Regions from separate parts of the Mus musculus genome. Here region 1 is linked to region 2. The links are chromatin contacts, called in public promoter capture Hi-C maps. All regions are on one chromosome and are shown on one strand. The core of a region is the stretch at or near the end of the contact, and the rest is flanking DNA. Distances in the headings are between cores, read along the strand shown. Region 1 holds the start of Wfdc21 (WAP four-disulfide core domain 21). Region 2 holds the start of Ccl3 (chemokine (C-C motif) ligand 3).

Region 1 (2,700 bases), core at 179-2,678, 98 kb after region 2:
GCATCAGTTGTTTGTCAGAGGACCTCCAGCTTGTGGCATGTAAGATCTGTGACAAATGAAAGGAAGAGACTCTTCCTGTAGCTCCAGAATTAGGAACCATAGTCCTTGTGAAATGATAGTCCTCTCTTCCTCCCTCTCTCCCCTCGTGTGCGTGTGCGTGTGCGTGTGTGCGTGTGTGTTCCTAGGAATTAAACTTAGGGCCCCTGCCCTCTACTGTTGAAATAAACCATTTTCCCAGACACCTACAAAGGCACAACAAACTGATCCTGTGACTTCTCCCTCTCCCTCTTACCCCCTGCTTCCAGCTCATTTCATGTTAAGGTATTTTATGAGTTACAGTATTTGTCTTACTTAGGGTTTCTATGACTGCAATGAAACACCATGACCAGAAAGCCAGTTGGGGAGGAAAGGGGCTTTTTGGCTTACACTGCCAGATCATTGGAAGAAGTCAGGACAGGAACTCAAGCAGGGCTGGAACCTGGAGGCAAGAACCATGGAAGGAAACTGATTACTGGCTTGCTCAGTCTGCTTTCTTAGAGATGCTAGGACCACCACCAGCCCAGGGATGGCACCACCCACAATGGGCTGGGCCCTCTCCCATTGATCACTAATTGAGAAAATGCCTTAGAGCTGGATCTCATAGAGGCCTCTTCTTCACTGAGGCTCCTTTCTCTCTGGGAACTCTAGCTTGTATCAAATTGACACATTGTGTGTGCTCCTCCCCCACCACCAGGGAAAGAAGAGGGTATCTCCCCTGGCACCCAAACCACAGATGGTCTGAGTTACAAATCACTCATCTGGATTAGCAGGCGTGTCTACAAGAAGGAAGAAGTGAAAGCTCACACCTGGGCTAGTTGTCACTCTCACCCCACTCACTCTCCAAGTCGCACAGCAGTGGTGCAGCCTGAGAGGCATCCTGGGAGGGTTTGATGTAGATATTGACAGCTGGGGTTCCCCAAAATGAAGGCTCCAAACAGCAGAGATGATGGCATCAAGGCAGAGGGAACGACGCTGGCTTACTGTCTCCTCAACAGGTGGCCGCACCCCACTGGCTCTCCCACGGTCTCTCCCTGCCCTCAGTTACAGGAACAACTGTCCTAGAGCAAGGAGAGAGAAGTACAAAAGCAGATGGTGTCCTAGCTGACACCCAGCTCCTGGATTGTCATTCCCTGAGGACACATTCCTTATCACAGCTCATTCCTGGCCCAGAGTAGATCTCTAATACTTCATTGAAAAGGAACGAGAGTCCCTTACCACCCCAGCTTTCCAACTTTAGGAGGACTATCTGTGGAACAGAGGGTGTTCTGTGGCACGGAGCTTGGCTTGAGTAAGATGGCACTACCCAGGACATACATAGTGTGTGTCCCTGGCAATGCTGGTTTCCAGGCGGGGCTTTGGCTTCTGTGGTGTGCAGGCCCGCCCCTAGCCTTGCTGCCTAGCTCAGTGGGTGAAGAGGTTTAAATTCTGGCAGCTCTTGGCCCTGCTGCGTATTGGCTAACATCCTTCAGCAGCAGCATGAAGCTAGGAGCCTTCCTTCTGTTGGTGTCCCTCATCACCCTCAGCCTAGAGGTACAGGAGCTGCAGGCTGCAGTGAGACCTCTGCAGCTTTTAGGTACGTCTGGGCAAACACGGTTGCACTATTCTTCCTCAAGTGAGGGGTGAGAAGACATCCAGAACCAGTGTGTGCAGGAAGGAGGGAGAAACTGGAGGAAAGAGTTCTCTTTAGGATCCTCCTTGATGGTCACCTCTGAATTCCCCAGAACAGAATCCCTCTTCTGCTTTCCCTCTCTCCATTCCCTGGGTCACCTGACTGGACCCCCCTCCTGCTTGCTCCTCAGCCAAGCTCCCTCTCCCAGACGTCTCCTTCTCTACTGGCGTCTACCTTGACCTGTCTACAGAAAATATTCTTGTAATTATGCTAGACACAGGTCAATCTCAATCTTCTTTACCAATATTATTCTCAGAAAGGGTTTTGTTGCCGTGGGTTTTCATTGTTGTTTGTTTGTATGTTTGCCCAAGCTGGCCAGGAACTGACTGTGTAACCCAGGCTGACCTCAACAACATGGCAATCTTCCTGCTTCATCTTGCTATGCTGGGATTACAAGCACAATCCACCCCATCTTATTTGGCCTCAAAGGACTACTCTTAATCCTCTGCCCATTCTTCCCTTAGCCCTTTTGTGACCACAGCCTCATCAAACTCCTGACACACTCTCCTCTGTAATAAAGTCTCGCCTTTGCAGACTGATGCTGTCTGCCCACCCCTACCCCACAACCCCTATCCTACAGCCAGCCAGCCCTGGATTATCTTGGACTGAATGCTTGCCCCTAAATGTCTTTAGATAGAGTTTAGCCTCTCGTCTTCACTCCATCAACTACCTGTTTTTGAAACAGTTTGCATCTCTTCCGTCCTTTGCCCTCTGTTGCCTCACTGTGTCCATCCCTGATTACTCCACAGCCCTGCCATTGCAAAAGCTTCCCAGAAGCCCTCTCCACCCCCTCTTCCTTCTTGGATGTGCTTACTAGTTGGATCCTGGTTCTGTCTATGCCTTTGCAGCAGATAATCCTCCCAAATGACCTTCTCTCAGTTTATTAAGTGAAATCCCAAATCCACAGGTCCTGATGGCCTGCTTGCCCTTTGCAACATTTATTTCTCCTGTTCCCAAACTCGCCCAGACCTCTACTTGCCAATCCTCCTGAC
Region 2 (2,700 bases), core at 132-2,631:
TCCTGAAGTCTTTCAGAATAAATAGTCACAAATACAAGTATGACAATAAAATAAATTACAAAATTAAATAGTATTAAACCAATAGGATTAAATTAAATAAAATTTCAAGTGAAGAGTCCCTCGATGTGGCTACTTGGCAGCAAACAGCTTATAGGAGATGGAGCTATGCAGGTGGCAGGAATGTTCCGGGGCTCAAGCCCCTGCTCTACACGGGACCCATGGAGGTTTGGGGGGTTCCTCGCTGCCTCCAAGACTCTCAGGCATTCAGTTCCAGGTCAGTGATGTATTCTTGGACCCAGGTCTCTTTGGAGTCAGCGCAGATCTGCCGGTTTCTCTTAGTCAGGAAACTACACAGAGAGAGGTAAGGGTCAAAAAACTTAAATATCCAATGGGAGAGTCTGACTTCCTCTGTGGTTTCTCCATCGCTCCCGTCCTCTCACTGGCACCCTTTAGATGATCCTGTGCTTCCCTTTTTGTGACTGCACCCCCGCCCCCACCCCACGACTGAAAAACCCTCTCTTACACTGTTCCTCACCCCACTTTATCAGGAAAAGCACGAGAACAGAACTTACATGACACCTGGCTGGGAGCAAAGGCTGCTGGTTTCAAAATAGTCAACGATGAATTGGCGTGGAATCTTCCGGCTGTAGGAGAAGCAGCAGGCAGTCGGGGTGTCAGCTCCATCTGTAGGGGAAGAAAGTCATCATTGAACAGGGTAGGACACCTAAAACAACTTAAGAGGCGAGGAAGGTGCTTGGGGTGGGAGTTGGAAGGCTAAGGATCTGAAGGCATTTGGGCATTTGGGACCAGAAATGTCATTGTTTCTGTCTCTGTTCTATCTATATTTTCACTGTGGGCTTTCTCTTTCTCTATGTGTTGCCCTGTGTCTTTCCCACAGCTTTCTCTAATACCAGAAGTCAGCAAAGAAGACACCAGAGCATCACCATAAGACATCCCAGAGGCAGAGCTCCTTAAGAATCCCAGGGCTGGCTAGTAAGTACATGACAACACTATCCTTACTGTGATTTCAAGTTCTGGGTACCTATAAAAGGTTAGACCCTTCCACACCATAGAGAGGAAAATAAAAATCTCAAAGAGAAAGACCAGCTTCTTTTCTCTTGTAGACTCTGAAACCACAGAAAAGACTGCTATGGTCTGCCTTAGACCAGAGACTGGGGACACCTCCTGTAGCAGTGTAGACTCACATGGCGCTGAGAAGACTTGGTTGCAGAGTGTCATGGTACAGAGAAGAACAGCAAGGGCAGTGGTGGAGACCTTCATGATGTTGAGCAGGTGACAGAGGGTGAGCTTGTCAGCAGAACAGAAAAGGGACTGGTACTCGCTGCTGCTTGTATCCTTCTGGTGTCTGAAGCCATATGCCCCTTCTCTTATAGGTAGCCCTAGCAGATGAGGAAATGGAATCCGGGGCTGAGGAGGGAAAATTTTAAGCACAGCAATGGTGTCATGATGGATATTACACAACCCAGGGTCCACAGTGACCACAGGGGCCCAGGATATCTAAGAATAGCATCTCTGAGATATAAGTCTCAGCTCTCAACTCGTGACCTATTCTTTCTTCTTGTGGGGAAGTAGTTTCTCTTATGAGCAGGAGGAGGTAGGACAGTGTCAACCCAGGGCTATTCTTAGCTGGTCCCATCTCATGAGAACCGTTCTGTGAATAAACACTCCAAACCCATTCCTTGCCATGGAACGGAAACTCTCGTTATTTCTCAGCTTCTCTAACCACATGGAAGAATAGCTGTGGATGGTGGCACAACAGCCCCTCCTACCACCACAGTGAGGGACTGAGGAAAAGCATCTCCAGCTCGAGCAATGGGGAAGACGCGGTCACATTTAAGACATTTGTCCAATCATCAGCCGCAAAGTGACTAGGCCACTGGGTTGAACATTAGTTGTGGATCATAAAGATACTTCAAGTGTGGGCGTTAATATGTGAGAAGCCTAAAAATATTTTTTCCATTAAGCTAGAAATAGCCTTTCTAGGAAAGATTTTTGGGGAAACAACCCAAATGTAAAGCCATCTCTAAATATTGAGACAGCTGGTCCATTGTCATTATAACTTGAAACTAAAGAAACAAAACCTTTCACTATGAAAAAATTATAAATTAAATTATAGTATATACATTGGATTGCTTGTTTATGAAGCTCTTAAAATTAAAATGACATAAGTACACTCATAACATTGGTGATAAAAATATCAAGAAACATTGTACAAGTTTTACAAAGTGAAGAATTCTACAAATATCTGGAAATATACAGTTTTTCACACCAAACCCAGGCATTATAAATAAATAATACTGGAATTTTTTTTTAAAAAATCACTAAAAATAAAAACTTTAAAGAATTATTAAAACTTGTGAGATGGGCCTGTGAGTGGTTAATTTTCTTATATTTTGAGATTTTTAAATTTTATTTGGTGAGATATTATCTTCCTGTCCTCTCACATACTCATGTACTCACTTAGTTTAAAGCATTTTCAATATCACTAGTTTAAAAGTAAGCAGTTATCCAGTGTTTTACTTTTAATTGCTTTTAACTTCTGAGACAAGGTCTCACTAGGTAGTCAAAATTATGATCCTTCTGCCTCAGGCTCTGGAGTGCTAGGATTACAAGTGTGTAGCATCATGTTTGAAAGAAGGTGCTTGTGAGTGTGCATGTGTGCATGTGTGTGTGTGTGTG

What was found. Promoter capture Hi-C pulls out the DNA fragments that hold promoters and counts their contacts.
Region 1: a contact with region 2 is called in a promoter capture Hi-C map of macrophages, with 10 read pairs. The contact joins the promoter of Wfdc21 here to the promoter of Ccl3 in region 2. A contact is called at or near these places in 22 of 39 promoter capture datasets (the 3T3-L1 cell line, 3T3-L1-derived adipocytes, the C10 cell line and 14 more), 2 of 15 datasets of contacts at CTCF or cohesin (the NIH/3T3 cell line and pro-B cells), 104 of 484 Hi-C or Micro-C datasets (the 3T3-L1 cell line, the 63-12 cell line, the AML12 cell line and 64 more), 17 of 115 datasets of contacts at active chromatin or transcription factors (the 230-238 cell line, CD8 T cells, DN3 thymocytes and 12 more) and 5 of 9 other capture datasets (adipose tissue, bone marrow-derived macrophages, liver and 2 more).

The regions. Positions count from the first base shown.
Region 1 is chr11:83,745,512-83,748,211 of GRCm38.p6, forward strand. It overlaps Wfdc21 (WAP four-disulfide core domain 21), which reads left to right and starts at 1,429. Exons shown (of 3, transcript NM_183249.2): 1 at 1,429-1,612. The coding sequence starts at 1,516.
Region 2 is chr11:83,647,997-83,650,696 of GRCm38.p6, forward strand. It overlaps Ccl3 (chemokine (C-C motif) ligand 3), which reads right to left and starts at 1,382. Exons shown (of 3, transcript NM_011337.2): 1 at 1,206-1,382; 2 at 573-684; 3 at 1-347. The coding sequence starts at 1,281. The coding sequence ends at 257. It also overlaps a transcript of Ccl4 not described here.